Regions from separate parts of the Mus musculus genome. Here regions 2, 3, 4 and 5 are each linked to region 1. Evidence: chromatin contacts called from public HiChIP or PLAC-seq and promoter capture Hi-C data. All regions are on one chromosome and are shown on one strand. Each heading gives the region's core, a stretch centred on a gene start, on an enhancer-like site or on the middle of the called end of the contact. The rest is flanking DNA. Distances are from core to core; before and after follow the strand shown.

Region 1 (4,601 bases), core at 668-3,167:
CCTCCAGGTTTTCAGGGGCTTCTAGATTATTCCCGACGGTGAGACTCCTGGAGCATCCTTCCCGGAGGAGAGACCCAAGCTTTCTCAAAGACTCTGTAAGCTCCTAAGGCCTTTTCAATTCCATTTTCTCTGCTTACTTAGTTCAGAATCCTTTCTGTCTCCCGTGACCCTGGAAAACTGACCCTTTTGCTAGTTGTGTCTCCTCGTTGCAGTCCGCGGAACTCACAACCCCACCTCCCAGCTGAATTCTGCACAGTAAACTGAAGGCTGTTTCTTCCCCTTAAACAAATGCATTCCTATGGGGCTGTTGGCAGAGTGTTTGCCTAGCGTGTACAAAGGCCCAGACCCACATAAAACACAAGTAGCAGCGCATGCCTGTGACCTCAGCACTTGGGAGGCAGAGACAGAAGGGTCAGAAGGTCAAGGCCATCCTCAGCTGCATATGGAATTTTACCTCAGGCTGGGACACATAAGACCCTTCTCAAACAAAACAAAACAACAACAACAAAAGCCCCCTCCCCTCTCTGCTTCTTAGGGAGGGATTATCTGATGTTTAAATAACATCCCTAAGGAATGCTCGGAGCCCCACAGCAGAGTGAGATTACTAGTTGGGAATTACTAGTCCCTCAGTAAAAAAGGATTTGGGATGGCTCCTAGCACAGGTTCTTGTGAAGAGACTAGATAATCAATGGGTGGGGTAGGGTGCGGTGAGGGGGACATGACTGTGGATAAGCCTTAGAAGGGAAGCCTTTACCACCATGCCATCCTGCGGTCTCCACTTACTTGTCCCAATCTTTTTAAGCCATCCCCCTGGAGGCCTCCCGTGGCCTGTTCCCACTGCCTGGAATTCCATTTCCTGCGGCCCCTCTCTGTTCACTCAGGTCTCGTCATTCTAATAATAATAATAATAATAATAATAATAATAATAATAATAATATTTTTCCTGAGTGTGTATCTGTGTACCATGTGTGTTCCTGGTGCCCTCTGAGGTTAAAGAGGGCCTTAGATTCCCTTAGCAGGTAGTTGTGAATGGCCATATGGGTGCTGGGAATTGAACCTGTGTCTTGGAGAAGGGTGGCCAAATCTCTCCAGCCCCCTCTCGGGAGTTTCTGATCAACTCCATTCCTTTTCAGCAGTTAACTCACGGTTATTTTTTCTGTTCCTCTCGTTCTTGTTCCCATTCCCCGTAGGTGACAACCCCCACCCCCTTCCATCGCTCCCCAAGGACAGGGAGTCTGTGTCGTTCTGGCTCAGTGCAGTATTTGATAATAAAAAGCTCGATTCCAGAGTCATCCAACGGGAAAGCTACTACAGAACACCTCAGGAAGGGGCTTCCAAACAGCCCACCTCTCCTTCCACGATTGGTTCCGTGGTAGGGAGTCCACAGGCGTGGTGGGTGTCTGGGGCACCCTGCCTCATAGCAATGTGGGTGTCTGCCATGGGAGCTTCAAGTTCTTGAAGGCTCTGTGTGTGTGTTAGCCGCCATCCCAAGCCTGACACTGGGCCGTCAGGACTGATGCTGACATCTACTCCCCAATTCCAGGAAGGGGTGCTATCCTCACCAGCATCACCTCCACCACCTTCCTATTTTACAGTTGAAAAACTGAGGCTTAGGAGACAAAATGACTTGCAGATAGGAACAAGAAGCCAGCAGTCCTGGGTGGGGACGCTGGAGGGAGCGCTGGGCAGCGCCAGACACCCCTAGACTGTTCCGGTGGCCTCGGCAGGGGGTGCGGAGTGGACCAACGTCGGGCTCCTGTCACCCGCAGCGGCGGCGGCAGCAGGGCGGCGCAGAGCAAGGCGTCGCACAAAGGGCCGCTGTCCCGCCGCCGCCCCGCCCCCCCCCCACGGGGTGGCCCGCCTCTTCCCCCCCCCCCCTTTTCGCCTCCTCAGCCTGGGTCCCCTCTCCCTCTTCCCTGTCCGGGTCTGGCTGCCCCTCGGGATGAGGCCGGGTTAGGAGTACTCCTCTCGCCCTTCGCACTCTCTCCAGAGCTAGGAGAGCCAGAGCTTCGCGGGACAGAGACTGCCAACGCGGGGACCAGAGGAGCATCACCATGGTAACGCCCTCCTGGGCCTGGACCACCTCACTCTGCTGGGTTTTCTCCAGCACGCCCCCACCCCACCCCACCCCCCCGCGCCCCCGGGTGTGTGTGTGTGTCTGTGTGTGCACACGCGGCGCGCACGCACGCACGCACCTAGAGACCCTCGGTTCCTGGTGTGGGTCGTTGCTTAACTGCGTGCGCAGCTCCCGCAGAATTAGGGCAAGAGTGGGGCTCAGATCCACCCCTGGGCCTCGCGTCCTGCCTGGGCCTCTCTGCAGAGATGCACGCTTTCATCTCGCTCCAAACCAGTATGCAAATTTGAACTGGAGTTCTGGACCTTGAGCCTTGCAGAAAACTTGGTTGTTTTTTTTTTTTTTTTTTTTTTTTTTTTTTTTTTAGCGCTTTAAACTTTATGCTGACTGACAGTGCTGTGTCCTGTAGGGGGTCTGGAATGAGAGGGAAATCAAAGTCGTCGTGTCCCCCCCCCTCCCCCCCCCCCCCCGCCCCAACCCAGCACAGAACAGTAGTGCTGAGAAAGGGCGGACCCTGAGGGCAGGAGAGTGGGTTCGAGGGACTTGCTCACCAAATCTTGGGTGCCTTTGCTATTTTAGATACGGTGGTTTGGCACGGGGCCTTCCCATGGGCATGAGGTGTAGAGGCATCTGGGGAGAAGGCGGAGGGCTTACTTCTGTGCATGGGTTTCCTGGACTGCACCTGGGAACGGGACCTCTAGGAGAGTTGTGTGTGCCTTTGTGCCTGTGTCTGGGAAGAAGGAGTCAAAGTGAAGTCTGTTGCTCAGAGTCTTAGCTGGGCTCCAGACAGGTTCAGGATTGGGGAAGATTCTCTGGAGCAATTTTGCAAATCTCCGGGGATTTGGACAGAGCTGGGAGATGGGCCAGGGCATTCACCCCCTGACTCTGATTTGCTGTGCTGGCTTGGGTGGGCTTCCCTTCCTGTGTAGATCCATACCCAGAACTCTACAGAGAAATGCATTCACTCCGTGCCTGCACACACCAATCCCCGAACCACAATGAACACAAGCACACGGGGCTCATGTATCTGCTTGCTCGGGCTGAAATATGGACAGACACCTCTGCACACAGACAGTACAAAACTAGGCTCCCAAACTCAGACCCCAGAGCCAGAGGCACGGTAGACACCGCTCTTGGGGCATAAAAGTACATCCTAAGTGGTTCGGCCTAAGGCAGTGTTTGTCTGCCTCTCTCTATAGCAAGACCCTGTGCTGGGCTCTCTATGAGTGGGAGACATACCACGCCCACCAACTCTAACTGCAGACTTGTAGCCCCTCATCTCACCGATGAGAGCCTGAAGCCAAGGAGCCTACACTGTCACCCTTCCAGAAGTATGAAGCAGAACCGCTGGAATTCACACCCTGCAAAGTCACCTCGGTGCCACAGCTCATCTGTCTGTCAAAGCTCTGGTTTTGACGGAATCAGTTTATTCATTTTTCTTAAAAACAAACAAACAAACCCTCAGTAAACCCCGGATTCTCAGGTCAAAGGTCAGGCCCTGGGGTGCTCCTCAGAACAGCCGAGAGAGTCTTTCCTGAGGGGTAGGACAGCCATGTTTTCATCTCTGCCTTTATTTACATATGTGTGTGTACATATGCACATGCACGTGTATGTGCATGCGTGTGCATGCGCATGTGTATGCATATGCATGTGTGTGTATCTTGTGATGTGGTGTTAGGGAATGTCCATGTTTGTATATGTATACATGTGAGGTGTGTATGGCACGGCACATGCCTGTGTATGTGTGCCTGCATCACATGCAAGCCGGAGGAGGGCCTTCATAACTTCCGTCCACTCCTTAGAGCCAGGGTCTCTCCCTGAATCTGGATTTTGCATTTTATTGGCTAGGCTAGAAATATCCCAGGGATTCTCCCATGCCTGTTCGGCTCCGTGATGGGTGTGTGAGCATGTATGCGACGACATCCAGGTTATTATGTGGGCACTGGGGTCTACACCACTATTTTCCCTTTGACTAGAAATGTAATCACCTCTTCTCCCATCTTTGAGCCCTGAATACTCAGACCTGGCTTCAGAATCCCTCAGGGTTCACGGTCCCTCCTGCCCCAGGACCTTTGCATGTGCTTTCTTTGCCGGGAAATTCCTCTTTCCTGTAATATCCACCCAAACCAAACCACCGTGCTATATCTGCTCACAATCCGCTCACTGCAGCGTGTCACTCTAGCATGCCTTTGCAGCATGCGTGTGGAGGTTAGAGGACAACTGTCAGAGTGGATTCTCGCCTTCTGTAGTGTGATCAAACTGGTCATCAGGCTTGGAAGCAAGTACCTTAACTTGCTGAGCCATTTGCTGGCCTCTGGAGGAGATTTAATACTGTGATTTTTAAAACCCATGGTTTCATGCATGCTAAGCAATGGCTCTACCACTGAGCCACACCCCCAGCTCTCTTTTTCACTTCGAGGCAGGATCCCACTAAGCTGCCTGGGCCAGCCTTCAACCTGCAACTCTTTCTCATATTTAGAGTAAATGGGCACGTCCAAGAGGAGTCTGTATTCCTTGCCTGTGAGCA
Region 2 (4,601 bases), core at 1,006-3,505, 890 kb after region 1:
AGCTGGGCCAGGGTGGTTACAGTGTTCTGGAATGAAAGGCAAATACTTGTTTGACTCAGGCCCCTACTTACTGTCTGTGTGAGACTAGACATAGCATTCTGCTTCTCCGAGGTTCAGCTTTTTCGGTCCTGCAGTGGGAGCCCTAGGTGTTCCTAATCCTGACGGCTGCTGAGTGGTGAAGTCATGCATGGATGGATATCACCAGCTGGGCTGTAGTTCAGGACAACTGGGATTCAGTAAATGACAGGGAATTGCTGGCCCCAGGTGACAGGGCTAGAGCTTCAGGCTGAGTCCTAGCCATGAATTCTGGCTTCTGGAGTTTAGTAGCAGAGCTACCAGGGAGCCAGGTGGGAGTGGGGCTGGGTGTGGCAGGGCTGATCTTGGGCTAAATGACTGGGAGTGGGTGAAAGTGGGGTTGGAAGAAGAACTCAGACATCTTGCTTCTGGTTGCTGGTGCTAGGCTACTAGGTCCTTTAACTGAAGTGGAACCACGGAGCGGAAATGAAGCCATATTAGAGCCCTGACGTTTTTATGTCATGGAAAACTGAGAACTGGATTCAGACAGGACTTTGGGGTTTGCCTATGATGGGGAAAATAATAAGAACGTCCACTTCTCTACCGCAGAACCGATTGTCGCTAAGACATGCTAACCCTGAGACTTCGGAGGAGATCCCATTAGAAGCTCCCTCCTTACTGACTGACACATGTTCTTGGTCCTGAGGTGTGCTGAGAGACCTGGGTGATATACCCTGGTCCTGAGGCAGGGCTTGAGCCAGGATGTTCCCCTAAATGGAAACACAGCTAAAAGCTTGGGTATGAACTGGGAAGAGGAAGATGAAGGGGCTTGGGTGGCAGAGTGAAGGATGGCAGATCTGATCAGAACCTGCTTTGTTAATGGGATTTCATAGGGAACAAAGCCCCACACAAGGGGGCTTCTGACATTGAAACAAAGCCTGACACCACCAAAGACTGGAGAACAGCGCCACCTTCTGGCTGCCTGAGGCTATGACCCTTCTCTCCGGGAAGACTCCCAGGGCTTTTAGGGAAACCATCTAATGTCTGATGTCTTAGTGTCCTAGAACAAAAACGACCCATTTGAGCTCATTTCTGGTGAGCCTGAGATTGTGCTCTCTTACCAACTCCCCCTCCTCACCAACACACCTGCTATTCGGACCCGGATCAGCTTTGGTCCCCAGCATCTGGAGGGGCTTAGAGAAAGAAAGCGCCCCGCCACACACCCCACCCCTGCACACACACACACACACACACACACACACACACACACACACACACACACACTATAAAATCATCCAACCCCAGGGGAGATCCCACCCCAGGCTGGGAGAATGTTTCTTGGAGAGACAGGCCAAGGAGATGTAGAGACAGGCCCCATGTAGGGACAGTAGCCTTGTAGCATGAGGCTTGGATTAACTCTATTCACCCTATAGCCAGCCCGGTATACATTTATAGCTCATAGTTCCCCTGCCACAGTGAGATATTCTAAGCAAGAAGAATTTACTAGAACTGTTACATAAGGGGGCAGCACTTTCGAGTAACCCGGAGGTGTTACACAGAGACAACTGTGCATCGCTGAGCTACAATTCCAGTCCCCTTTAAAATTTTTATTTTGAAAATTACCTAGGCCGGCCTTGAACCCTCCTTGACCTTGTGGTCCTTCTACCTCCATCTACCGGGATGGAGGATGCTGGGATTAGAGACCAGCTTGGATAGGCAAGTCTTGACTTTGCCTCTTCATTGGAGACCTCCTTGGATACAGGCTGGTTTTTTTTGTTTGTTTGTTTTTGTTTTTTGTTTTTTAAAAGGGGGGGGGCTTCAGCATTACCACCCAGCCAATGCGCCTTTTCTGGAGGAACCATACAGACTAGGAGAGAGGACCAACCAGGCCAGTTTACAGAAAAAGAAACCAAGGCTCAGAGAAATCAAGTGACTTGTCTGGGGCCACCCAGAAAGGCTACAGTAGCCAACACTGGTGGCCTGGCTCTGACATAACACACATGTACATCCACGTGACCCTTGCTACTGAGGACTCCATAAACAGACCCAGAAGGGCAAGAGAGTCAAGGGAACCGGGAAGTCCAGGGTCTGGGACTTCTCCATCTCCTGCACAGTGCTCTGGGGCAGGCTGGGAATGCTTCCATCGTTCACACAAAGTGGGGTCTGAGGCCCACAGATAGGCCCCCTTTGTTCATGGGCTCTCCCTCCCCACTGCCTGCCCAGCCTGCAGCAGCCACCTCTTTGAATGGCTGGCTCTCACACTGGAAATTTGCAACACAAATGTGCGGCCTGTCTCCCTCTCAGCCTGTCCACCGCTGCCCCAGCCTTTGGGGGGACTTCTAGAATCCACCTCTCTCTGGGGTGCTTTCTTTTTTGTTTCAGCTCAAGCCCCTAGACACCAACACAATCACTAATTAAGGTCGGGTTAAAAACACATCTTGGGAAGGAGCCAGTGCTGAGCGAGGCCAGCCAGCCAGAGCGGGGTGGTGGGAATCGGAGGTGGAGGCTGGATTTTTATTCTTGAGACTCTGGCTTTCTCACCCCATTTTAGTAGGCTTGTCAACAAATAAAGCCTGTTAGTAAGATGGCTTCCAGCTTCCCTAACCATTCCGCTTGGCTTTCTGAGCTCAGGACTGGCTGGAAATTGTTGCTAAGACACAGCCTGTCTCCACTTCCTTACCGGGGAGGCAGGTGTCATGACCCCACCTTGCAAACGCAGTAACTGGGGTGCAGAAGGATGAAGTGCCCTGTCCAGATTCCCTCGTGGGGCAGAGCGTGGTTTCATAGGAACTCACTGGCCGCCTCCTTTCCCAGCTGAAGAAGTGCTTCCTGGTTAAAGTGACCTTTCCTTCTCCCTGCAATTCTTGAGCGCTTTTGTGTGTTTTTGGAATTGAAGCTTCTGCTTCTCACAGCCCTCTGATGCTGGGTCTCCTTATTTCTCAAGGCCCAAATCCAGCTCAGAGGACAGAGACCCAGACATTCCCAAATGGCGGAAATGAGACCTTGGCGCTCAGGATCACTAGTGCAAAGAGCGCTGCAGCCTGGGGGTGGTGGGGGCTAATTAGATGTTTAGTAAGAGTTTGTAAGAGAAGGAAACAAATGCTGGATTAAGAACTGGCCAGCAGTAGTGCTCCCTCGCCCTGGAGGGAATGCAAAAGGCACAACTTGGGTCTGGAGGACAGTTTGTTAGTCAGTCCCTCTTCATCCTCTTCCTCTTCTTCCTCCTCCTCCTCCCCCCTCTCCTCCTCTTCTTCCTCCTCCTCTCACTCCTCCTCCCCCTCCTTCTCCTCTTCCTCCTCCTCTTCCTTCTCTTCCTCTTCTTCCTCTTTCTCCTCCTCTTCCTCCTTCTCCCCCTCCTCCTCCTTTTCTTCCTCCTCCTCTTCCTCCTCCTCCTCTTCTTTCTCCCCCTCCTCTCCTCTTCTTCCTCCTCCTCTCCCTCCTCCTCTCCCTCCTTCTCCTCTCCCTCCTCCTCCTCTTCTTCCTCCTCTTCCTCTTCTTCCTCTTTCTCCTCCTCTCCCTCCTCCTCCTCTTCTTCCTCTTCCTCCTCCCCCTCCTCCTCCTCTCCTCTTTCACTTGCTGAGACACTTTAATGCTTGGCAGCTTTTTGAATATTCAAAGTATTCTCTTACTGCACAACAACGGTTCCCCTCCTAGAACCCTCCAAGACGAATGGATTTGCCCATTCTCACTAAGTCTTGCCAAGATTGATAATTTTAAGACACAAGTTTTATTTATTTATTTATTTATTTATTTATAATTTTGTGCATGGGGGTGTTTTGCCACAAGTAGGTCTGAGCACCCTATGCATGCAGTACCCACAGAGGCCAGAAGAGGGCGTTGGGATGCCCTGGGACTGGAGTTAGAGATGGCTGAGTCACCCTGTGAGATCAAACGTATGTCCTCAGAAAGAGCAGCCTGTGCTCTTGATCACTAAGCTCCAGCTCTGTGGAGTGAATCTTAATGTACAGCCTCCAACAAGAATGAACTTAAAGGTTCCTCAGGGTGCGTGGATAAGCAAGCTGTCAGAGACACACAATGGGAGAAAAAGGACTTCATTCCTCTGATCACAAGCCCTTTACAGACTGAGCTGTCTCTACTCTGCCTGCTTTTGAGCAGGCTCCTTGCTATATTGCCCAAGCTAGCCTTGAACTCCTGGACTCAGCCTCCTAAAATGCTGACACACCGGAAGCTGGGCATGGTGGCACATGCTTTTAATCCCAGCACTCGGGAGGCAGAGGCAGGCGGATTTCTGAGTTTGAGGCCAGCCTGGTCTACAAGCTGAATTCCAGGACAGTTAGGGCTATACAGAGAAACCCTGTCTCAAAGGAAAAAAAAAGTTGGCATATCGGATACACACACTCCAAGACTCAGTGAGGCCCTTAAGAATCTGTTTTATGAGCTCTAGTTATATAGATGTCCAAAGAAAAGAAACTTTTAAAACCTTTGAAAGCTGTTATTCCCAGGTACAGAGACTGTCGCCTTAAGGGTAGAAGGAGCTTGCAGGGGTCAGAGAGGTTGTAAGTGACAGAGTGGAGAGAAGGCAGGTCTCTGACCTCCATGTGGATCTCTCTCTGCTGGTCCACAGG
Region 3 (4,601 bases), core at 1,186-3,685, 860 kb after region 1:
ATTCTGTTTGTTTGTGACAGAGTCTCACTATGAAACAAGACATGTAGACCTCTAAGGCCTTGGACTCCCAGAGTTCCCTCTGCCTCTGCTTCCCTAGTGCTAGAATCAAAGACTCCTGGGGAAAGAGAAAGGATGAAGCCCTTATGCAAGTCACTTTCTATGCAAGTGTAGAAAGATTTCATACAGTTTTTACAAAGTATCAGACCACCTTGCTGGGCAGACTGGAAGGAGGACCAGTGTGGATCAATGACAGGCAGGACCTCATCCTGCCAGACCTGCTTAGCTATGCATACCTCCACCTCTATTCAAGCCTAAACTCCATGACAGAATCTTGGGGAGGGACTTGGAAGCCAGAGGATCCTATTATTTGTTCCTTTTTCCAATGCGGGCACACCGAATACATCTCTTTTCTGATCTTCACTGCTAGTTATCTCATTAACTAAAATATTAGCAATCAGTAGCCAAATCTAGCTCGTTGGCACTGTCAGAGCCAAGTCTTTTACCCTAAAAACTTCAGTTAATAAAACCTTTCAAGAAGACGCTGCAGTTGCTTGGGACAGAATACAGTTTCTATCCCAACACTAGGGAGACAGACAGATCTCTTTGAGTTCTAAACCAGTCTGGTCTGTATGCTGAATTCCAGGCCAGCCAAAACTGAAACCCTGTCTAAAAATAAAGAAATATTTTAATGGCATATTAATCTGAAGTTATTAATTCTATCAATAATGATTGCAGGGAATATGGTCCTTAAGGGATCACATGGGTGGCTTTAATGCTCTGTTCCATCCCAGTATCATAGTTAATAATGGTGTCCTTTGGGGCACATAGAATTTGAAACACACTGGCAACATTTGATGACGTCCACACTGCTGGCGCTGCATCATCACATGCCTTCCAATTCCCCACTTGCTGGCACTTCAAAACTGCCTTCATGTGTTCTTCTGCTGGGACTATAGCAGAGACCTCCACACTGGCAGTGACGTCCGCTATGGAGATTTTGGTTTCAGAACGAATCCATCCCTAACCTGTGTGACCATCCCTTATTCCCAGGAAGTGGCTTTGTGCTCTTGTTTCAGGGGAGGCCTGGCTGAAGCCTTCACATAGCGTAAGGCAGTCTTTGTCCGTTTCTACTCACAAATTCGATGCCATCTCTATCCTAACTAAGTAAACATTTACTACACACTATGGCTGTAACCTTGGCAATGTGAGGTTCAAAAACAAAACTACCACTTATTGATGTTTCAGCAAAGTTCCCATGGAGCCCTCAAATTTGCTATGCAGCCCAGAACAGTATAGGCATGCTCTGCCCCACCCCCAGACTTAGGATGCAAGGGATAAAAACCAAGGCTTTTACACGCTGGGTAAGCCCTCTTCCAACTCAGCCATATCACCAGCTCTGATTTTTAATTTTGATTTTTTTTTTTTCGAGACAGGGTTTCTCTGTGTAGCTTTGGTTGACTTGGAACTTATTCTGTAGACCAGGCTAGCCTCCAACCCACAGAGCTCCTCCAGGATGGCCAGGGCTGCACAGAGAAACCCTGTCTTGGAAAAACAACAAAAATTTTGTTCTCACCAAATAGCTTAGCAACTTTAGCCTAAGAATCTTCCTTTAAAAAAAAAAAAAAGGCTGTTTAAAATAGCACCTTTTTCAGCAAACCCCAAAGGCTATCATTACTACTCTTGTGCTGATATGAGGGTTACACAGGCAGCTGTCCTACGTGACTAATGAGGGGGTAGCGTATACAGAGGGATACGCCAAGCAAGACGATGACCTACGTGTAAAGCAGGAAGAGGTAAAACTTCATCGTGCTACTATCTTAGGGCCGGGAAGAACAGTTCTGGGGTCTGAACATGGGACTCAAGCACGCTGGGTGAGTCTCCACTACTGAGCTACTCAAAACACACAAATTCAAAGCCATGCGCGGTTTGTTTCTGGAGTCTTCCACTTTCTATTTCCAGGTGTCAGGTCACTGGAACCGCAGACACCGGGGAGGCTATCGCATTCCCCATCCCTTTCTCTGGCAGTTTTCTCTCAAGCACACACTGCAACTAAGCACTGATACGCTCCCGGCCTTCGCATCCTCCGCACAGGCCCAAGGGAGCCTTCTGCGGGGAAGGAAAGTGACCGGGAGAGGAAGATCGAGATGCCCGAGGTAACACAGCCATCCAGGGCACACCCGACAAGCCAAGCCCCGGCTGGTCCCGGCGCAGGGCAGGCTGGGCCCTGGCCCTGCACAACCCTCGCGAGGGCCCCAGTCTCCTCGGAACGCAGACTGCCTTTACAGATAACTGCCCTCCGCAACCCCGGAAGCCGCTGTAACCCGCAACGCCGCCCCGATCCCGCCCGCCGGGAAGCCTCGGCCGGGTTATCCGAGCCTCAATACTTACCTCCCGGAACGCCGCGCCGCCGCACCGGAAGTGATCCCTCGTGACCCGGAAGCGATGTGCTGGGAGCAGCAGCAGATTCCGCTCAGCGGGTTTTACCAGGTCCACCGCTTCCTCGCCGTCTTCCTCCTGCTCTCCCCTAATTAGACACCGAAGGTTGAAGCTTTAATGAATTTTTTATTTGATTTGAGACAGGGTCTCAACAGTGTAGCTCTGACTGGCCTCGAACTGGGGGCAATTCTCCTGATTACAGCCGGTCTCCCCCCAGTTTAGAACTCAGTTCTAAGTCTGAGCCAGAAATCTACAATATAAGGGGTAGGACAAACATTACCATGCTATAATTCAGACAAAAACAAATCACCATAATAAATTAAAAAGAGACCAGTGAACATCTCTGCTTCCATGGAGTTTATAGTCAGTAAGTCACATAATAGATAGGGAATCCTTAATGCGATAAATGTTTGGAAGGCAAAAATCAGCATTGAAATAAGTGCGGCAGACCAGTTAGGAATGGAGTTTAATGGGCAGTGATGTGATTGGTGCCTGATAGTCAAGCCTTCACAGTCTCCCACGCTGACCAATGTGACCCATAGAATTTTGGGGAAATACTGAGCTTGAGTTCCGAGATTAAGACAGAAAAACATTGTGACTTCCTCTTTCCTCGCTCTTGATCATTCCTGGGAAGTCCCGCAGAGTGAGATTCACGTGGGCAGTTATCAAGCCTCCAGCCAACGAACTCAGCTTGGCAGCCAGATAAACTATCTCTAGGTCAGCTGATGTGGCCCTGACCCCTAAATCCTTTAATTATGTGTGCCACGGGTGGGTATTGGTGTGGGTACGGGTGTGGCATATGCACTCACATGCATGTACCTATGGCTGCTGAGGCCAGAGTATATCACGTGTCTTGCTCTATTATAGTCCACCTTATTCCCTTGAGATAGGGAAAGCCGCAGGGATCCCGTATCCATCCTCTCCTCTCCTCTGCCTTGGACTGGCGTTAAAGATGTATGAGTGACCATGCCTGGCTTTTTACTTTGGGTCTTTGAGACCTTCATGTTTAGTCAATAAGCACTCTCACTCACTGAGCCATGCCCAGCCTCAAAATCAATTGTGTAGATGGATTTTGGGTTGTTTGGTTTTTTGTTTTTGTTTTTTCCTTTTTCTTTTCTACTTCTGAGGCAGAATCCTCAAGCGTGCTGCTCCAAACTCCTGCTGCTGTGAGGTCCTCCCAATGGTAGACATAGACGGTCATCGACAACCCAAGCCAAAACAAACTTGCAAAGTTTCTTCTATCGGAGCCTAACAGCAACAAACGAGTAACTAGGGACTGGAGAGAGGCTCAGTGGTTAAGTGTGTCTGCTGCTCTTCCAAAAGAACCTGGGCTTGGTTCCTAGCACCCACATAATGGCACAAAATCCTTTATAACACCAATGTCAGGAAACCAGAAGCTTTCTTCTGGTCTCTGTGTACCAAGCACACATGTGATACAAATACATACATGCAGACAAAACATTATATATATTATATATGTTATGTTATATTATATATACATACACACACACACACACACACACACACACACACACACATATATATGGTCTGGAGAGAACAAATATTTAATACAGGACTTGCCCTAAAAGTGCCCAATATGTATGGATAGATAAAGACAGTCATTTTTGCTTGAGCGTTTTTTATTTTTGAGACAGGGTCTCACAGTGTCATCCTAGCTGGCCTGGAACTCTCTATATAGATATATAGACCAGGTTAGCTTTGAACTCACAGAGATACGTCTACCTCTGTCTCCCTAATGCTGAGATTAAAGGTGTGAGCAACCACACCCAGAAAAAAAAAAGATGTTTTATGAATTCTTTACCCTCTATTCAAAGATATATCAGAACTTAACCTCTACTGTTCCAGAATGTGATTCTATTTGGAGGCAGGATTTTTGTGGGGGAAGGGGTTGCAGTGAACCTTATGGACGGTGTTCAAGAGAATAGGGCTCCCTAAGCCCCTCCCCTTCTTCCACGGGTCTAGGATAGAAACTGTGATGGGTCTTAGTGCTGGGGCTGAGTTGGGACAGGGACTCCTCAGCAGCCTAGGGCCTCTCCCTCTCCTGTGCTTCCTGGGGTTGGTGATCCGGGCCTTTTTACTCTTTGGAGGCCATATAGACCATGAGGTCTGCCACCTTTTGCTGTATTCATTGTCGTGATAGGAAA
Region 4 (4,601 bases), core at 676-3,175, 800 kb after region 1:
CCGAGATTCCTGGGGGGCTAGGGGAGCGAGACACACCCTATCCTCACCCCCACCCTCAGATGACAATCAGGGAAGAAGCCCCAAACAGGAGCCAGCCTATGTGCTGGAGGCTGGTGGGGGAGAGGGGGTTCGGGAAAAGGACACAGGAGATAGAGGAAGGTGGGGTGGGAGAGATTAGGGTTGCCCTAAGGCTGGGATGAACAAGGATGAACAAGAGACTAGGGGGAGGGGACGGAGCAGGGAGCATGGCACTCCTAGCACTCATTAGTGTGTGCCCCATGATGTAGACAGGAGGTCAGCTGAGAGGTGACACACTGTAAATCACTTCCCTTGTGGAAAGGTTACCTCACCCAGACACACCTCATCTCCAGTAGGGCCTTATGTCTCTGCCAGGTGCGAGAGATATGGAGGGAAACTTCCAACAATGCCTTGTGCCTGATCTAAAACTACACACCCTTCACCGTCACGGTGGGTTAAAGGGCAGCCAGACAGCTCCTCAGGAAGGCTATATCCTCCTCTGCAGCTGCAGACCAGGCTAACCCCGGGAGGCGTTCACTGGATATCAGCAGCTCTGGTTATAACTGCTCCATTTTCTTTCCTGTGGTTCTGCAGCTAGCACCAGGGCCTTGAACAAGCTGAGCCTGTGCTCTACCACCGAGCTACCTCACAAGCCAACTGATCGATCCTCCCTGAGAGGACTGAGGCCAAAGGGAACCCTTTGTAGCACGGAGTTACCCGCTTCTGCAGGCAGCTGTGCCACAGGTACCTCAACCATCCTGTGCGAGCGAGCTCCAGGATGGGACTCATTTATTGAGCACGCCCCCCCATATATGCCAAGTCCTGGGCTGCGGAAGTGCAGGGAATAGTCACTGATGTGAATAGTCCAAGGGGCGGTCCCTGGCTCAGGTCACTCAGGAAAACAAGAAACCTAGACACCTGGACTCCATAAGGTTGGAAGAGTCCCCTGCCCCCGCCCCTGCCCCCGCCCCCGTGTCCACCTTGGTAACTAAATCTGACCTATACCCAGATGACCCCAACACCACTTGCCTTCACTGGGCAGTCTGTAAAGCCGGGAAGACCTCAGGGTCCCAGAAGCCTCACACACCTCTGTCCACCTTTCTAATCGGAATGCCTCAAAGGTTTATGGGATGGATACCCAGAGTGAGTCCCCTCTGTTCACCCCACCCTTCAACCAGCCCACCTACCACTGAGGAGGGCCTTGGCTCAGAGAGCTAACTAAGGCACAAGTGGTGGTGGGTCGTAGTAGGGGGCACAAACTCACCTCCAGTACCTGCCTGGGTGGGCAAGCGGACCTGGTGGCGGTAGTGAAACCCCAAAACTTTTGCCAACTTCTGAGTCCATCGGTCGCTGGGCCTGCGCAGGGGCGAGGCTGGGGGTTGGGGGGGATGGGGGGCGAGGACAGGGTGGCCCTGTTTCTTCCAGACCAGCAGCACTAGGCCCTACCCAAGGCCCCAGTGAGACCTAAGGAGGTAGTGTGGCCCTCCAGGTGCCCCTTCCCCAACGCCCACCCCACCCCCACCGCCCACTCCGGGCCGGGGGCGCCAGGCCCAGCAGCCGCGATCGCGGGCGGCGCCGATCGGCCGGGTTTTCAAATGTGGCCTAACCGAGCCAGGGGACTCTGCGGCCGAGGGTCCCCGCGTTCCGGTGCCCCCCGCACCCCGCTCGTCCTCCCCCGCGCATCCCAACAAAAGGCCGCGGCGGGCAGCTCGCGGGCCGCGGCGTAGAGTGGGCAGGGCGGGAGCCCGCAGCAGGGCGCGGGGCCGGCGGGGCGGGGGCGCTCACCTGCACGGCGACCGTGAGCTCCGGACGCGCCCGGGCGGACCCCAGCGGGGCGCGCGGCGCTGGCGGGCAGCGGCCTGGCCGCTCCGGCGGGGCGGCCGGTTGGATTCCGGGCCCGGAGAGACAGACCGAGAGAAAGGGAGGAGGCGGCGGCGGTGGCGGCGGCGGCGGCGAGGGGGAGGGAGCGCGCGGGAGGAGGGGCCGCGGCCGCCGCGAGCCGGAGAAAGGAGGAAGCGCGGACCCGGGCCCCGCCGGCGACCCGGGAGACCTGCTGTGCGAGCCGGGCCCGCGCCTCCCGCACCCAGCCCCCCACCCCCCGCAGCTCCGCCCGCGGGGGCGCCCCCCCAACCCCACGCCACGCGCCGGGCTCGGCCTCCCGGGACCACGTTAGCGTTCAACCCTAGCTACCTGAGCTACGCACCGGTGGCTAGCACTGTCCGGAAACTGAGGCACTGGCCACACCAGCCTTGACCCTGAGTGTCTCTAATCCTCAGAGACTGGAACCGAAGGGACAGGGAAATAGTGAGGGGGAGAGGCAGTATTGTTAAAATGTATCAAAAGGCAAAACAGTGGCTCACTATGTGGCCAAGGCTGGCCTTGAACTTGCGGAGCCTCCAGCCTCTGCCAATGGAGGGCAGGAACTTGCGGGGCCCAGCTCAATTAGGCCAAGCCTAAATTCACTTTCAATGCATAAGGAGACCGTGTGCATCTGCTGGGCAGTGTGCTTGTTGCCAGCCACTGAGGATGACAGAACCAACCGGACAGGAAGTAGAGAAGAAAAATGGGGCAAGCGGGATGAGATGTGGCTTCAGGCTGGTCTCAAAGACCACCAGGTTCTAGCGCTGCCCGTTGGGGGTCCAGGAGCATCCTTGACTCCTCCCGTTCACTCTGGAAAGATGGGCCTGACCATCTATCAACCATCTCCATGTTCCTTCCTTGAAAGTGCTTCCATCTCACAGACAGGGAAACTGAGGTTCATGTGGCACAGGCCTGGGCTTCTGGCAAAGATCCCTCCCAAAGGGCAAGTCCCCCATCATCCTAGATTGTGAGAGGCTCCAGCCCCAGGGTACAGCTATGTCTCCCAGGAGACCAGGAAAGGGCAAAGCTTTGAGTCAGACTGATCTGAGGTCACATCTAGGCCAGGTGCCTCAGGGTGTGTTCTGTCCACTAGCTTCCTGTTCCAGCCCCCTCTGTTGTGAAGAAGGAGTGGGCCAGGCTGAAGATCTGAGGGCCTCACTGACAAGAGCAAGTGGGGCCAGGGTAGCCCACTGTGGCCACGGGGACTGCTCAGGGTTTCTCATGAACAGCGGGCAAACTAGCCAGCCACTCCTGTTCGCAGGGCTTGCTTAAAGATTAACGGCAGTTTCCCAGGGCTCCCCTGGGCAGGCTCTGGCTGGAGGAGCAGGTTTCTCCGCCCTCCTCCATGCCTAAGATTTGTCTAATGGCCTTTACTGGCCACTCTGGGCTGAGGGAGGGGAGGGGAGGGTGGATACTCTTCCTGTGAGGCACTGGGGCTGGCTCTCAAACGGCTTGCAAGCACTTACTGAGCAGTGTCCTTCCCTGTGCCATACTTGGTGATGTCAGACTGGTCACCTGGTGTCAGCCTCAGAGGAAGTACGTTCTACTTGGAAATGGGGAGAAATGTGACAATGAACCCATTAGTTTTTCCTTCCAGAGAGTTGGTTAACTATTTGCCAAATGTATCACTACATCTGTCCCCAGAAATTCAACAGGAAAGGTCTGGGTGGTTCTAGAGCTGAGAAGACAGAGAGCTTCAAAGCATAAACTTTAGACTGACAGGCTAAGGTTGAACCCGGAGCTCCACCGTTGTGCAAATATATGCATGACCTAACGTATGCTATTTCCCCCTGAGCCGCAGTATGCCAGCAGCCTGCCCAGTGGGTAAGGCTTCCATGAGAGAGACGAGGTAGGTTTGCACTGATAAGTCCTCACAGTCTTACGTGGAAGAGTGCTGTTGGCTCTGCTGCAGACACAGCCTCCCTCACACGTGCCCTCCTTGAGGGCAGCCTTACATCAGAGGTTCTCAGAAGAACCACCCAGCACAAGGGTTTCATTACTGAACTTTCTGAGTACTCTTTGTTGTTAACCATCCCTCCGGGCTTCCGACTGTAACCCCTACCAGGAATGCCCACCCCTACCACCAGCCTCCACCCTCCCAGGCCTTCGTGATCCTGGGTAAGGGCCATATCCTCCAGGACACGTTTCTAGACACACCCCTGATAGAGACACAACCCCAAGTCCATTCTGGGTGTGTCTGTTTGTACCCTGAGGGCAGGAGCCATGGCCTGGCCTATGCCCAGTATAGAGTGGTCACTGGCCAGCTGGCTGTAGAAAACACAGTGATGTGGCATCCACAGACTGTACGAGGACAAGTTCCAACCTTCCTATCACTGACTCTGACTCTCCTCCTTCTTAGTTACTCACCACTCAAATGGGAACGATCATCCCCATTGCAGAATATGATGGGAGAGATATTGGTCTGGCCTGGCAGACAGATGATCATGTACCTTATTTTGCTCTGTGTTAGTAAAACAGCACCTTACTGCTTCATGTCTGTGCATCAGTACTATGAAGCGTCCGGGGCCAGACTCGGAACATCCCAACACTAAACACTAATGCATCGCCCCAACCTCCAACCCCTAGATGAGTCTCCCTCTGTAGCTCACACTGGCCTCACTCACACTTTTGACAATCCTCCTGTCTCAGCCTCCCAGACGTGAAGACACAGGTAGAAGCCATCTTGCCCAGCTTTGGCAAACTCTCCTTGTGTGGACATTGTC
Region 5 (4,601 bases), core at 914-3,413, 630 kb after region 1:
TTTGTAATTTGCCCATCAGCAGATTTCTCAACAGAAACATTCTGGGGCTAGAAAAGAGGGGGATGGTGTATACCGTGTGCTCAGGAGAAGACTGTCAACCAACAGTACCAGGCCCGGCCAAATGGTCTGCCAAAAATGAAGGAAAGAGAAAAATACCTCTAAAAGCTGAGAGAAGTCATAACCACCAGGAGAAAGAGATTAATACATCAATCAGAGCACCTAGGAGGACAAATCTTACTTGTAAGAGTGAACATAGCGATATTTAGACTACGCTGACACTGTAAGCATGGAGCAAAATCCACTATGTGCTTATACAAAGGACAGCTACATTAGCTTGTTAAGAGATTGACAGTATAGAATGAGGTAAATTAAGACATCAAAAGTCAAAATAGGGGACAAGGGCCTGCTCAGAGGTACAACTATTACCCAGCACACAAAAATTACATAAATAAATTTAAATGGGGCAAATGGAGTCTTTTTGTTTGTTTCATTTTTGTGTCTTTTTTTAAATCTGTATGACTAAGGCTAACTTTCTATCCACTTAAAATAACTTGTAACAAGCTGGGCAGGCGTGGTGGCGCACCCCTTTAATCCCAGCACTTGGGAGGCAGAGGCAGGTGGATTTCTGAGTTCGAGGCCAGCCTGGTCTACAGAGTGAGTTCCAGGACGGCCAGAGCTACACAGAGAAACCCTGTCTCAAAAAACCAAAAATAAATAAATAAATAAATAAATAAATAAATAACTTGTAACAAAATGGTTGCTTCTTCAGAAAATTTATTCAAGAAGGAATAGAACCCAGCCCACCATCTCCAGGACACCTGCAGACAAAGCTAGACAAAGATGTTAAAGGAATACAGTTAGCCAGGTGTGGTGGCTCATGCCTGTAACCCCAAGCCCTCTGGGTGGGTCTGTACTTTATTTTTCATTTAGTTTTATTTTGTAAAATATGCTTCAGTGAAGTTGAGTCTCATTTGTTTGTTGTTTGTGATTGGGTCTCACTCTGTAGCTCAAGCAGACATTGGGTCATCCCACCTCAGCCTTGCAACTGCTAGACCCTAGAGACATGAGCCACCATCACTGAATAGGAGTGTGTGTGTGTGTGTGTGTGTGTGTGTGTGTAAGAGAAAGAGAGAATGTGTGTGATAGAGTGTATGTGAGCATGGGTGACTGTGTAGAGTGTGTGTCAGGATGTGAATGTGACTATATGTGTGTGTGTGAATGTGTGTATGAGTGTGTGTGAGAGAGAGAGAGAATGGGGGAGTGTGTGTATGAGTATGTGTGTGTCAGAGTGTGAGTGTATGTGTGTGTGGGGAGAGTGTGTGTACGTGTGTAGAGTGTGTTAGAGTGTGAGTACATATGTGTGGGTGGGTGTGAATGTGTGAGAGTGTGTGTGTGACAGTGTATGTGTGTGTGAGAGAGTTTGAGTGTATGAGTGTGTGAGAGTGTGTGTGTATGAGAGTGTATGTATGTGACCGTGTGTGATTTGCATGTGCATGATGTGTGTATGTAGACATGTAGATGCCTGTGCTATAGTATGTGGAAGTCAGAGGCTAACCCCAGCTGTTGGGACTCACCTTTCACCTTGCTAGTTGATGTGTACCCCAGGTTAGCTGCCTGTGAGCATCTGGGCATTCTCCTATCTCTGCCTCCCATTTCCCTGGAGGCGGAACAGGATCCCACATGCACTGTCGTGGAGACTCAAAATCAAGCCCTTACACTCCTGAGGCATCTCACTCAGCCATCTCCCCAGCTCGGAGGCTGTTTTTGTTTATTGGTAGTATGGAAGAGCCAAGCGCCTCTTGGATACCAGAGAAGCTGTCTACCTCTAAACTACAGCCCCAGCCCTAGAAATTGGTTCTTTTTTTTTTTTTTTTTTTTTTTTTTTTTTTTGGTTTTTTGAGACAGGGTTACTCTGTATAGCCCTGACTATCCTGGAACTCACTCTGTAGACCAGGCCGGCCTCGAACTCAGAAATCCGCCTGCCTCTGCCTCCCGAGTGCTGGGATTAAAGGCGTGCGCCACCTAAAGGTAACAGTAGCAGAGCACTGTGGCAGAAATCTTCCCCTAATGAATAAAGATTTCAAGGGACCAATCACTGGGTGAGTAGTAGGCGGGACTTCTGGGTCGGTGAGAGGAAGAGGGAAGCACGAGAAAGAGACTTCCTTTTGGACAGGAGAGAGTGTGGAGTACACAATGTAGGTAGAAAGAGGTTCCTGGTTTAGGTGGCAGATCCACTGGGATGCACCACCTGGAGGATTTATAATTTGAATAGCTTACAAAATCAGGATGCTAGTTTCTGCACCCAGCGATTGTATTGCCTGTTGATTCTAAACTAAGATTGTGTGGTGTTTTCCTTCATGAGGCGACTCAGCTGGGTTCCAGAGAAAGGTATGGTGGCAGGGCATCCCAGCCTGCCACAGGAATTTGGAAGCATGGGGGGCTGGGGGAGGGGGGTGGCGGCGGCCGGCCATGGGAACTTAGAGAGCCGGGTGGCCTGTCCGCCAGTGCCTTGCCGGCCGTAGCATGGATTGCCTTTTAAATGTAGTTCACGCTACAGATCGTGGTAGTGCATACTTTACATCCGAGCACTTGGCAGGCAGAGGCACGAAGATCTCTGAGTCTGAGGGCAGCCTGGTCTGTGTAGTGAGTTCTAGAGCAGCCAGGACTACGTAGAGAGAAACTGTCTCAAAGCAAATAATAAATAAATGAATAATAAATACAATGTAACAATAAATCCTGCCTGAGGACTATAGCTTTCCTGGTACCAGAAGGCTTCATGCAAGCTTCCAAAGAAGGGAAGCAACCAAGAGCCCTACCCAGCTCTGACACCCATGAACCACACAAGCAGCATGGCACAGTAACTGTAAGGGTGCAATAGTGCCATGCATACTTTGGCAGTAACCAACAGCTCTCTAATTAGACATTAAGATCTTCTCAACGAGAGGGAAATCATGTCTGCTCCTGGACACCTAGCCAGTTACCCAAGACTACTGAAGTCATGGATTTTGAAGAAAAAAACCTATCACCTATAACCACTGCTTTACTAAACAGCATAACCCCTAACTACATCCTTAATATCTATGCTTATTTTCATAAAATAAGCACAGTCCTCACCTCTTACAACAGCAAATTAGTTAAACCACTTTGGTTCCCATTGGGGAAAGCGCTGCACTCACCCAAGAGCGCTCTGGATTCACCAATGAAAGGCACACACACCCCAAGCTAATTTTGATATGCCTTGACTAGCTCAATGGCTGGGCACTTTTTTATGTGTATGGGTAATTTTCTTAAAGATTTATTATTATATCTAAGTACACTGTAACTGTCTTCAGACACTCCAGAAGAGGGCGTCAGATCTCATTACTGATGGTTGTGAGCCACCATGTGGTTGCTGGGATTTGAACTCACGACCTTTGCAAGAGCAGTCAGTGCTCTTAACTGCTGAGCCATCTCTCCAGTTCCCAACAACCTCTTATCAAGGAAGCTTCTCTCTGCAGCAGATGAAGACCATTAAGGGAAACTACAACCCGTGGCTGAAGAGTGGGCAGAAGACTTGAAGAGCCAGAAGAACAGAGGATTTGCCTGTGAGATTGTGTCTCCTAGAAATGTCAGAAGCTGCGGCCATAAGGTCTTCCTAACGCGGCTGCCAACACATGGCCTGAACAAGGACGACGCCAGTAGACATGCTCATGTGGGCAGAGGAAGTGGAGCTTATGGAGCTTCAAAGCTGCAATTACAGGCAGCCAAGGAGTGCTGAGAGTAGGGGAACGTCTTCTCCAAGGAAGAAGCTACATAAGATAGAGAGCTCGTCTCAAAGAAATACATTATTGTTTGTAGACAGGGTTTCACTATGTAGACCAGGCTGCCTGCCTCTGATTCCTGAGATTAAAGGCATGTTTCACTACATCTGGCCAAATATGTATGTATGTGCTTGTGTGTGTGTGTGTGTGTATGTCACAATAAATCTGTGTAATGGAAACTGACCCTGTGGTGGGAAGAAAGATTCATCTCTTGCATTGACCTGTATCCCTGTCCATTCCATACAATTATGTAATTATGTTGTCAATTTCTGTAGGAAAGTCTTGCCTGAGACAGTGCTTAACTTGAAGATTGTTTGGGGAGAAACAATTTGAGTGTTGAGTCATTCAGTCCATAATTATTGGAGGCCTCCTCATTCATTTAGGGCAGCGGTTCTCAACCTTCCTGACGCTGTAACCCTTTAATACAGTTCAAGTTGTGGTGACCCCAACTATAAAATTATTTTGGTGCTGCTTCATAACTATAATTTTGCTACTGTTATGAATTGTAAATATGTCTGATCTGTGACCCCAGTGGGAGCTTGACCCACAGGTTGGGAACCACTGGTTTAGATGTTTAACTTTTCTCGGCTATTATTTTGTGATTTTTTAATATAGATCTTTGCACAGCTTGGATCACTTCCATGCTTCGGCACATGAGGCAATCGAGTTCTCTCTTGCCTCCTGTGGGTCCTGGGAATTGAACTCAGGGCATCAGGCTCTCACAGAAAATGTGTTTGCCCACTAAGCTCTTGATGCCTTTTGATAGACTCACTGTTAGGTAGTTCATGTTCTGCTGTAGCT

The links. Promoter capture Hi-C pulls out the DNA fragments that hold promoters and counts their contacts. HiChIP or PLAC-seq counts read pairs in DNA pulled down with a chosen protein or histone mark.
Region 2: a contact with region 1 is called in a promoter capture Hi-C map of hippocampal neurons, with 4 times the contacts expected there. The contact joins the enhancer-like site here to the promoter of D630003M21Rik in region 1. A contact is called at or near these places in 5 of 39 promoter capture datasets (the 3T3-L1 cell line, embryonic stem cells, hippocampal neurons and 1 more).
Region 3: a contact with region 1 is called in a promoter capture Hi-C map of cranial neural crest. The contact joins the promoter of Manbal here to the promoter of D630003M21Rik in region 1. A contact is called at or near these places in 1 of 39 promoter capture datasets (cranial neural crest) and 2 of 115 datasets of contacts at active chromatin or transcription factors (embryonic stem cells and pancreatic cancer cells).
Region 4: a contact with region 1 is called in a FOXA1 HiChIP or PLAC-seq map of pancreatic cancer cells. The contact joins the promoter of Src here to the promoter of D630003M21Rik in region 1. A contact is called at or near these places in 2 of 39 promoter capture datasets (HPC-7-derived erythroid cells and neutrophils) and 1 of 115 datasets of contacts at active chromatin or transcription factors (pancreatic cancer cells).
Region 5: a contact with region 1 is called in a promoter capture Hi-C map of second pharyngeal arch cranial neural crest. The contact joins the promoter of Platr27 here to the promoter of D630003M21Rik in region 1. A contact is called at or near these places in 15 of 39 promoter capture datasets (the 3T3-L1 cell line, 3T3-L1-derived adipocytes, the C10 cell line and 8 more), 2 of 15 datasets of contacts at CTCF or cohesin (both in embryonic stem cells), 3 of 484 Hi-C or Micro-C datasets (LSK cells, bone marrow-derived macrophages and brown adipocytes) and 2 of 115 datasets of contacts at active chromatin or transcription factors (embryonic basal ganglia and stem cell-derived neural progenitor cells).

Annotation. Positions count from the first base shown.
Region 1 is chr2:158,226,540-158,231,140 of GRCm38.p6, reverse strand. D630003M21Rik (RIKEN cDNA D630003M21 gene) reads left to right here and starts at 1,917. Exons shown (of 14, transcript NM_177657.5): 1 at 1,917-2,057. The coding sequence starts at 2,055.
Region 2 is chr2:157,338,110-157,342,710 of GRCm38.p6, reverse strand. All of the region lies in intron 1 of Ghrh (growth hormone releasing hormone), which reads left to right. Among named protein-coding and RNA genes, the nearest start is that of Ghrh, 6.2 kb to the left of the region's middle. Within about 2 kb of position 2,255, at least 81 of the 459 cell types and tissues checked have an H3K27ac peak or open chromatin away from gene starts, as enhancers often do. A contact at or near this core is called in hippocampal neurons, where this site is marked.
Region 3 is chr2:157,365,428-157,370,028 of GRCm38.p6, reverse strand. Manbal (mannosidase, beta A, lysosomal-like) reads right to left here and starts at 2,435. Exons shown (of 3, transcript NM_026968.3): 1 at 2,389-2,435.
Region 4 is chr2:157,421,617-157,426,217 of GRCm38.p6, reverse strand. Src (Rous sarcoma oncogene) reads right to left here and starts at 1,925. Exons shown (of 15, transcript NM_009271.3): 1 at 1,804-1,925.
Region 5 is chr2:157,594,882-157,599,482 of GRCm38.p6, reverse strand. Platr27 (pluripotency associated transcript 27) reads left to right here and starts at 2,163. Exons shown (of 2, transcript NR_166472.1): 1 at 2,163-2,388; 2 at 3,498-3,904.